Linked DNA regions of Drosophila melanogaster: region 1 is linked to region 2. The links are chromatin contacts, called in public Hi-C maps. All regions are on one chromosome and are shown on one strand. The core of a region is the stretch at or near the end of the contact, and the rest is flanking DNA. Distances in the headings are between cores, read along the strand shown. Region 1 holds the start of DIP-epsilon (Dpr-interacting protein epsilon). Region 2 holds the start of slam (slow as molasses).

Region 1 (5,491 bases), core at 2,663-5,162, 39 kb after region 2:
GCAAGTGAAATGAGCAATTATTAAGCCATGAAAATTTTAAGCCAACAACAACACGCGTCATAATAAAGTTATTATTCCAATGAAAGTCCCACCAGCGGGTGGTTCTGGGGTATTTAAAGTGGGAAAGGAAGTATGCTACGTAAAATACTGAGCAATGAAAATATTAATAACGTTAATGAAAATTACATTTGCAGGCCGCAAACTTGAGGAGCAGATTGTGCAGATTTATTCGACTATTTGTTCTTTTACATTTTTTCGCGCTCCTTTTGAGAGCATTTCGAATCAAACGAGGCGTTTTATGTTTAATGCATTTTCATTCTTAAATGATATGTTTACATGATATGGTCGAGTTCAGTCAAATCACACAACCCCCAGCAATAATATTATACACTAAAAGTAATAAATAGGTGGACCATGCTATTTACCATAAAACCCTTATTATTATAAGTAAATAGCGCAGAATATCTGATTATGATAAAAATCGAATTGTTTACATCATTTAAAATTACAATCATCATTATTTACCATTAATTGAATAAAGCTTAGTGCACCAATATTTTACTTTTCCGGATAAATTACAAATTGAAAAGAGAATGATGATTGCACATATTAAGTCCATTTATTTGATTAATACAAATACTTATTATTATCGTTCCCTGCATTTAAAAACCCCAAAAAAGAGCAATCTGCAGCAAACATTTTAACTATATTGTTTGCTATAGAATGAAGTATAATTTTAAACAGAATTTTTTGGTTTTCCTTTCGTGATACAATAAGTATAATTATAATAAAGGACATAACATTAATTTCCTAAATATTATTTTTACTCACCATTATTTAGGGTTGAGCCACCGACGTTACCGGCGTTGCCTTCACTTCCAGTATCTGTACTTAGTGCCACAGAGGAGGCAATCAGGCAACCAAGGCCCACATACAGAAACGAAGAAATCGCTTCGAGGTGGTATGCCATTTTGCTGTAAGTTTGATGCCCCTTTTTTTTACCGTTGTTTAGCTTTTCAATTAAGAAAACTTAATTATTTATTGCGTACAAATATTGTGCAGCATTACAGTATATTCCGGCTCATGTTGTGTTTGCTTTTGGAATCGATCAACGTTTAATTGCGATTGGCTTTTATGCACGCTACCCCTGAAATATGAGGAGAAATTATAGGTTGCCATTATTGATGAAAATATTAATAAAAAAAAGAAATTATACATGGCTTCATGCTTTTAGGCTTAAGTGTACATTTAATTTGTCATTGCTCAATTTTCCATTTACCGCAAGGAATGAGACCTGTTTTCGTGTTACACGGCTATCCCATACCCTTTACACGGCTTATTGATTACAACCGTACTTAATCATATCTTATAAACTTTAATCTAAGCTTTCAAATTTATAATAGTTGAAGAGATTTTGTATATCATACATACGGACAGACGAGCGGACACACCATTTTTTATGCTTAAGATTTTTATGAGCCATTTTAACCAGACCCACACCTGGCTTGCATCTTTTTCACGGATTAAGGAGTTTTCAATAAAGAGGATCAGCATTAGGAAGATATCAGAGCAGTGACGAACCCTAAGTCTCCGAACGACCTCAAATCCGTTCAAATGCCAGGGACAACGTTATCGTCACCATCAGAATTATCAGCTTCCTTTTCGTGGTTGTTTTGCTGCATGCATGCATAGAAGAATTTTTTCCTTGTTTTTAATTCCTGCTCGTGTCATAAGCGAAAAGCAATTTGCTCTGTCAGCTGTTGTTTTACACTCCGGCTACGGCAGTCAAGTAAACCCATGGAGGTCCTTCCAGTCTCGTCAATTTCTTCATTCTATTGCAATATGAATGCATTTCAATTAGAATGCCTCCTTGGGGACAGCTGTTGTGGATTTTCCATTAAGTAAGGGTTATTGAAACCGAATTGCAAACTTAATTGATTTCTAAGCCGGCCGACTTAACATTCATTTTGGTTGTGATATCTAAACAAAGATTTTGAACGTTATGCTGAGGAAGATTTTAGTGAACCATTGACATCTTATAAGATTCAATTTTGTTTCTTATAAAATGTGTTTTTTAGATTTAAGCGTTAATGACCCAAAGTTCACCTGATTGATAAGCAACCAACTGATGGTCAAAAATATATGTATTATTGTATGAATGACATAAATACGTGATAGTTTGGTACACCAAAATGTATTGTCTGGTGTATTTTCACGCGACGACGATTGTTGCATCCATAGAACTAACCGCGAAATGTAAATGGACCGTGAATTCGTAATGCATTTAAATCATTGTAAACAGCAATGTTTGTGCCCCGCAGACAGAAAGGATATTTCCCACATCTTCGAAGTGATGTAGCCGCATGATGAAAAGGAGCCAGCGGTGAATGCTCCGCCGGTCTGACTTCTGCTCTGTCTTTCCGTCTCCTAGGGAGCATTTACTCGCTTTTGCATAATAAATCAATTTACATTTCCTTTCACACGCAAAAATGAATAACGAATAATAGCAACAAGCCCGTGGCGCAGAAATCTTCTATCGTATTCTTCGGGTAAAAGTACGTATAGCATGAGAAAGGAGTGCTTCCTTTCTGCACTATAATCACACCGAACCGAATCAATCAATCAAAATGAAATTAATTATTTAATTATAATTATTATTTCTTTTCTTTTCCACAGCACAGGGAATTCAACCAAGTGCTTGTGTCACCCAAAGGATTCGATCTTTAGAGCTAACTTTTTAATGACGATTGTGTTTATTTATTACTGAAGTGAACATAAAACTTCAATTTCACACTAACCGCAAACAGCGCATCGTAAATTCGTATTACCTCTTAAAACGATTTCATTCCACGGTATATTAATCTTTTCGATCGGACAATCATTGCAGATTTCTGCACGTTTGTTTACATATATAGTAGCCGGCTTTTGCACTTCGGTGCACATTGCCACCACGTAGACGGCCGTCAGGAAGATATATAAATATCTGAGTCAGACTGTGCCGCGGGAACTGGAAACGCACAATTTAAGTTGGAAATAAAGACAGAGGATGGTTTAATTTAAACAAGTAGATATTGGTCTTTACGAGGATGCCATTGGCCATGTAAATAATAATAATAATTTGCTACGCATTTAGTACTTAGTTTCATAAATGAAACAAAAAGAAAATTAAATTTGAAGTTAGATTTGCATACAATTCGCATTATTTTGAAAGCCGGCTAATGAAACATTCAAAGTGCAATCAATTGCCTGCACAGCTTCTCCCAGCAGATGTAAACCAATTCGGAAGGATCCTTTGTAAAAGATGCAGCTCCCTAAACAGGCCATCCTGCGAACTCACTATTCAATGATGCCCCATCTGCAACTTCGTTCTCCTCCATCCGATGTCGCCCTGCTTCCAGAAACTAATAACTCACCGTGGCAATGTCTGGCTGCTGGATGGGGCGTCAGATGTCGGCAGGAATCAGCAAATCAATTTATAAATAGAGCAGCGAGACAACATAACAACGGATTTTCATGTTTCCCTCTGCCGTTCTCCGTTTTTGCAACATAACTAAATTAGGGGACCACGCGGCAGACACACAGACGCCGTCACAAAGCCAGCAGCTCCTCCGGTGGGCAGCGGAGGTGCATAAATGGCATGGGATATCGAATAAAAGCACTCACAGCAGTTGATTTACAACAACCATTCGCCGCCACTAATGCCAATCGAAAATACTATTTTAAACTATTTGGCCAGTGCAAATAAGAAAGACCACGTCCACGCACGTCTAACGAAACCGATTCTGGTTCTGATACCGTTACCGATTCGGGTTCGGGATTCAAAAGCGATTGCGACTGCGACTGCGAATACTGATGCGGATGCGGTACCGCAGACTAACGACAACCGAACGAAACGACAGCCGATTTCACACTGGCAGCAGCATCCCGTCGTGCGATTCACTTCGGCTGCGGCATGTTAAAAAGATAAACAAATGTTGCGGTTGGCCGTGATTTATGTTAGCTTACATATGTTTATAGCCCTGGCTGCAGAGCCAAACAGCACTTTCTGCTACTAACAGCCCCGAAAACAGCGAACAATCAATCCAACGATCCGCCGAGTGTTTTAATGCACCACTCCACTATCCGTTCCGTCAGCTAATGCGGCGGGTTAAATTTTATGTTCATCATGTGAGAGAAAAAATGTGAGAAAAGCCAAAGGTCGCAGAATTTCCAGTATTAGTATGTGCATATGTGAGCTAAATAAAGAAACGTATTATTTCTTTCTGAACATAATAGAGCAGGGCGTATCACTTGTGTAAGCATTTTTGAGTTATCCCTCAAAACTCCCTCATCTGTCTTACAGTGAAAACATGTTTTTCATCTTCGCTAATCATTGAACATTTGTTACTTGGTCTTTGAGCGGGCATAATGGAATAATAGCTTAGCACTTTAACACATTTACAGCTAGGGACTGCAAACGCATTTCCAAGTTCTGTGACCATAAATGTCAGAGTTCAAAAGGCAAGACTTCTTTAGCTTGCTGTTAACATCGCTATCTTAAGAAGAGGATGCTGCAATACAAACTTCATTAAAGAGAAATTTATAAAAGAACTTGGTTTCTTTGCTCTACATTTCCCTTTATAACCCCTAACAAAGCTCACACAATTTGGTCCTACAAGCCTTAACATTTCCCATTTTACACCCCAAGCAAAGCTTCATCATGTCGGTCCTGCAATACCCTAACATTTCCCGTTATTACCCCTGATAAAGCTACTGCTAGTCGAAAGCGCTCCGTGCCGTGAATTTATTAACTTTGAGCGTCCGTCTAAGCTTTAAGTAGTGACGAAAGCTCCTGTCACAAGACGCTTTGCTCTCCTGTTGACTTTAGCCACTTGACAGCGCAAAACGCGAAAGCCACAACACTCAGTCGAAACAGCTGACTCTCAAAAGGTGGCCACCACCCACCACCCAACTGCTGCAGGGCCAAACAGAAACTCCGTCACTAGGCTTACGGAGCATTTAGCCAAGAAAGCGTGGGGGCGTCACCGTCACTCACTGACGTCGACGCACTCGGCGCATGAAAAACAGTTACGCTCTGTGCCGCGGAGTGTGTGGAGTTGCGTTGAAAGGGGCTCCGGAGTCCAAAAGGGTAATCGGAAAGCCCACGGGAAGGGGCCATCACCGCGGAGCCTTGACCCGAGCGTAATGAAATGTGGCGCCTGGCTGGCGAAAAAGTGACGTGAAATGCCAAGTGCAGCCGCATCGAAGCCAGCAAGGATCTTGTAGCAGCGACAGGAGCAGCCCCTTCTCCATGGGTTCATGCCTTGGCAGCTGTGCCACAGCTGCCGCCGCACCAGCCCACTCCGCCTGCACCTCAACGTCCGACTCCACCACCCACTCGACTTCCTCGACGTCGTCTTCACTGACAACTCCCCCCACGTCCTGGGTGGCCAACAGCTGGCTCTGGTGAGTGGGGCCAATTAGTTGAAGCTCAACTCCGCTGACTTTCGTT
Region 2 (5,109 bases), core at 2,269-4,768:
AATTACAGTCTGGATCAGATTCGGACGGAGGTGCCGGGTCTGCATTGGGACGAGGCGCTGAGGACACAGCTGGGCAGATCGGTGCCGGGGAATCATGTCTTCCAGGTGGACGACTTGGACGCGATCGAGGGGCTTGTGGAGTACCTCAATACGGTAGATACTCTGCTGCTCAATCGGTACAGCCTGGCAAGATTTCTCAGCCACCTGCTTGAGCTGCCACATAACCCGCTGGCCACTTGGGAGTCCGGACAGCGGTCGCGGGGAAGGAACTGTATTCGTCACATGCGCCGCTCTGTTTACCTGCCGATGAACTACGTCTACGAGAGAAGTTTCTACTCCCGGCGCCGCCACGCGGATGAGCTGGTCATCCACAGCGTCTTCCAGCAGCTGCAGAGTCAGCTGGAGCTGCGGGTCCAGCACAACGCCTTCAATCTAAGTCAGGATCTGGTGAAATCGCTGCAGGCAAAGGTGCACCAGATGCGCATCAATGTGGGCAACCTACCGCCCAATGTGACGGAGCAATTCTATTGGGACAGCGACCGGCGGTGGAGCGTGGGCAGGGACTTCTACGAGAATCACCTGAACAGCCTGCTCTACTACTACACGCTCGTCGCCGATTTGGAAAGCAGCTCGGACCAGGAGGAGCGGGACATCTGGTACAGCTTCAATATGCATACGCCCGAGTTTCCCGACAACATCGATGCCACGCCGTACTTCTACTGCCTGGGCAACATCATCTTCGTGCCGTACTCCTACGTAAAGCGTCCCTTCTTCGATGCCAACTTCTGGCCAGCGCTGCTCTACGGTGATCTGGCCAACACCCTGGGCCACGAGATCATGCACGCCTTCGACACCGATCTGGTGGACTACGATGCGCAGGGTAATCTGCGTAACTTTAGCGACCAGTTGGGCGAAGTGGAGCTCTACAACGGAGCGGTTGGATGCCTGAACAGCAGCGCTGTTATGCTAAACGAGCGCACCTCCGACGTCAGCGGATCCCGGCTGGCCATGCAAACCTACGGTGGCGACTGGCTCACTCGGTCGGGCAACGGGCGTCTGTACTTCCTCCAGTTCGCCCACTTCTTCTGCGGCGACGAGGGCGACCAGTACCATGACTCCGGCAGCCAGCGGCTGAACTACGCCCTCGGCCAGGTGCCGCAGTTCGCAGAGGTGTTCCGGTGCCATGTTGGCTCCGGAATGACCAGCGCGGACCAGTGTCCCTTCTGGTGAGGGATGCCCAGAGACGGTCGGTGACTCCCACTGCTAGTCGGTGTATAGCTTTAATTAGGAACCCAAGTATTGTGAATAAACTTCTATGCTTAGCAATTGCGTATGCGGTTCGCATCTGTCGGGCGGATTTTCCGACACGGACTGAGTTAATTTTCAATTACGTGTGCAACGTGATAGACAAGACATCGGTGAGCAGTAGATGCCCTTCCAGGATGTTCGCTGTCAGGCACTGAAAAAATAGGGGGGTAGGTACTCACACCTACGCAGAGGAAATAAAGAAAATGGGATGCTTCCTTCAGTCGAAATATTTAACAGTGTGAGCGAGAACCTTTTTAAAAGTACAAAATGTTTCGACTCTGTTTGTGCACCTTGAACTTTTGCCGATTTCCTCTGCCGAAGAGCTCACGTGTGCTTTTCCTTGCTTGCCCACGGTGCGTATGTGTTACCCGGCGTGCTTTTATTTATTTGCTAATTAACACCCATCCTGCGCGGAGCAGACGGCAGCCCAGAGGGCGACGACCATCCAGAATCCGACTTAGATTCCAAATCCCGGCCCCAAGTCGGTGGTTGCACTGTGCAACTTGTTGAAGGTCGTCGCGCAAATCGCTCATACGCCGCGTGGGTCTTGAAGGCGCGTGGCAAGCGGTCGGTTTCGCCTGGCAACCGCATTAATGGGCCATTAACAACCTGCCGGGATGATAGCGCGTGAGCCGCGTGTCAAACAGCGGTCAGCCCCAAATCGTGGTTGTTTCCGATGAATGGGCGACCGTACGTTTGTCTTTGCCCCACAAATGGACTAGAAACGGGAAACTTGAATTGATTCTGCGATAAAGAACGTATGCCTCGAGACACTCGAGCTACTCATGTGAAATGGGGTGTGGGGCTCAGTCATCTAAATCAATATTCTGCGGTTCCAATTTGGTATGTTTCAGATTATTTTCTAGTTTCTTGTGAGTCAGCAAAATGTAAAGGATAAACACATCTTTAGCAGTCTGAATTCCAGAGCTCATCCAACGCGGCTACATTATGCTGAGTGTGGGCTATTGCGATATGGCCAGCAGTTCCTCTTTCCGTCGAACGGCTTATCAGTGCTGAATTTCATTCATTCATGTAATTCAAAGCGGCTGTGCATTATATTTGGGCTGGCTTATAATTAGTTTTAAAATAAACCGCTTGGCCAGCGGAACGCGGAAAGCCGAGTGACGCAATCGGAGCAGCGAATTGCGAATGGTGTGGTGTTAGTCGGAAGCCAGCAACAAACTCGCTGCTTCTGATCGCCACGGCGGTGCTCCACTCGGCTCGGCTGAGGTTCGTTCCTTGACCCCCGGATTCCGGCGGTCTTGCCCGCCACTCGGGGTTCCATGTCACGTGCGCTCGCTCGGCGGAGTAAGTATGTATGTATGTATGTGGGTCTGTGCGGAATTGATTGATTTGCCAGCGAAGGTGGCGCACTGGAAGACAGACAGACAGACAGACTGACAGACGGACGGACGGACTGATAGGGCTGATGAAATTACAAGTCGCGCATCGTCATTCAGACCGATTGTGGGCATGTTATGCGAGTAAACGGATTTTGCGGCAATGAAATAATTGCCAACATTACAGAACTGGTAGTGTCTAATTAACCCGCACTGATAAAGCGGGGTACATGCCGCCGCTCAGATTTTCAAAATTGCATGGCCCTGCATTGAGTGCCCAAAATCTGAAACCAAATATTCGCGTTCCGGTGTCGCCGACAGAAGCGGTGGCTACTTAGCAAGTGGAACCACTGCGTCCCCGTCCATTCCAGTTGGATATGGAACGCCAGCCACATGAGTTTATCATAAAGCACCCACTAAATTTTTGCCGCTGCTGTTGGCGACCACAATGTTTGTAAATGTTTTTCACCGTCGAATGGTATTTCGGGGATTGCTTTGTTTGTCATTTGGGGTATTTGCCAACTGACCAACTACTGTCCATCTGAATGATTTTGGTGTGCCTCTTTTGGCTTAAATAGCAATATATTCAGATACCAATAAAGGCACGTCTGATAGAATTCAGGCCACGGGAGCAATCCGTTTGAATTTATCGTATCATTGAGTTGTAAGCCGTTTTGGCCGTTAATAGCCATCGAATTCTCATATCTTCACTGGTCTGCCTAGAATATAAGTTATTGACATTCTAATCATTTTCTTGAGCCCATGATGATATTTAAAGTCTAGATTAGTTTACGGTTTAAAAAGCACTGAGCTTTGATGCTGATTCAATCAGCTGATTCTTAATTCGTGGTGATTGGCTTTATTATCAGCTGTGATATTCCGTAAAGCCGGCAAATGAGCCCTTAGATCGATGTAAATGTACTATGTTATTTGGCGCAAATAACCACGCTTTTTCGCGGTCTTTTGTTTACAAAATTAATTTGTAATTTGTTTATGAAGTTGTGCGTGTTAAATACTGTGTTGCCTAAAGTAGATCATAGTTCAACAAGGAAATCCTTAACAAAGTAAGTTAACTAATTTATATAAATAGCCGGCCTGTTTTAGAAAGCCCAAAAAAGGGTTAGAGAACGCTTTTGTCTTGAAAATTTGGAATATTTGGAAAGTATACCCTTCCCATGTAAACAACTTCAGCTTTGTGATAAAAAAATAGGCACTCCGTTTTGCTAAAAGTAAAAAAGCGCATTAAAACCAAAAATTAAAGATAAAATCGTTAAATATCAGGCAGTTAAAAGATGTATCCCATTATGGAACTTATCATTGTAGCTCTGTAACTCATCAGCTCCAGCTCTGCCACCTGAGCATCCGCAAATCTCAGCCCCTGATTTCATTTTATGGCTCTGTCGGTGTGAAAGTCACTTTGTGGCAAACTGCAAGCAAAGTTCTGCTTATCCCTGGGGTCCTGAATTCGGTTCGTTTTCGCTCCAAATTTCAGCAATAGTCAGATGAAGAATTTTCAGTGTGTGATTTTTATTGTGGCTGCAATTCGCCTGGGTCTTGTTAACATTCGCATTTTTCTCGGAAAATTCGTTCGGTTGCAGTATAATGATGATGCTGGGAGTTGATTTCGCTGAGTTACTGCAATAATTGGAATTTAAATTTTAAGGACTTTCCGTCAGCTGTCTTTCGAGTGAATCCTCGGTTATCCCTTCTTTCCAGAACCTTACATTTTACATCTATTGCACAGCCCTAATATTACCTACCTGTTTTCTTTGTTTCAGGTCACCTGGATATATATTTATAGCGGAAAGGTTCGCGAAAATAATTAAATATCGGTTAGCGCGAGGAAAATCCATCGATCCGACAGCTGCGGCTGTTAATCTTACCTGATCGCTGCTAGTTGGATTAAGGAAAATCTGAGGCAGTGGGTGGGCAATAAAATCTGCACCCAATCCATATTTTACCTGATCATTGTATATAAGCTATTAGCAAAATGCCAGAAAGCCACAGTTACAAACTGAAACGTCTAACGTCAACAACAAGACAGCAAACTAATACCAAAATGGTCCTAAGCAATTCCACGCCGAACAACCAGTCCAAGCACAACCAGATGGTAGTGGACACGGCAGCCATGAACAGTGATGATCTCAGCGAGCTACTGCAGCTGAACGCGGAGATCGAGGAACGTCGTCGCTCCAGCCGCCACGGAGATGCCAGCACCGCCTGTGGCCTGCTCCGAGCTACGATGACCAGGGAGGAACTCTTCGAGATTTCCTCGCTGGATGATGATCGCTTCCTGACCGCCCTGGAGTACCAAAACTCGTTTGCATCACCGCGCCGAGTGCAGGTTACCGACCTGGACTTGTCCAGCATCGAGAATCTGATGAAGTACTTCGACGAAGAGGTACCTGTGACGCCAACAAAGACACTGGGTACCACCAAGGCAGCGGGTAACACGGGTAAA

What was found. Hi-C and Micro-C count contacts between places; a contact is called where the count stands out from the background.
Region 1: a Hi-C map of the Kc167 cell line shows a contact between it and region 2, with 2.7 times the contacts expected there. A contact is called at or near these places in 69 of 107 Hi-C or Micro-C datasets (the Clone 8 cell line, the D17-c3 cell line, the Kc167 cell line and 21 more) and 4 of 7 datasets of targeted methods (the Kc167 cell line and the S2 cell line).

What each region holds. Positions count from the first base shown.
Region 1 is chr2L:6,407,414-6,412,904 of dm6, forward strand. DIP-epsilon (Dpr-interacting protein epsilon) reads right to left here and starts at 3,913. Exons shown (of 10, transcript NM_001144327.2): 1 at 3,414-3,913; 2 at 832-1,147. The coding sequence starts at 970. CG13982 reads left to right here and starts at 4,902. Exons shown (of 3, transcript NM_135181.3): 1 at 4,902-5,445. The coding sequence starts at 5,291.
Region 2 is chr2L:6,368,870-6,373,978 of dm6, forward strand. slam (slow as molasses) reads left to right here and starts at 3,519. Exons shown (of 3, transcript NM_135176.3): 1 at 3,519-3,712; 2 at 4,427-5,109. The coding sequence starts at 4,708. It overlaps Nepl4 (Neprilysin-like 4), which reads left to right. Exons shown (of 1, transcript NM_135175.3): 1 at 1-1,321. The coding sequence ends at 1,230.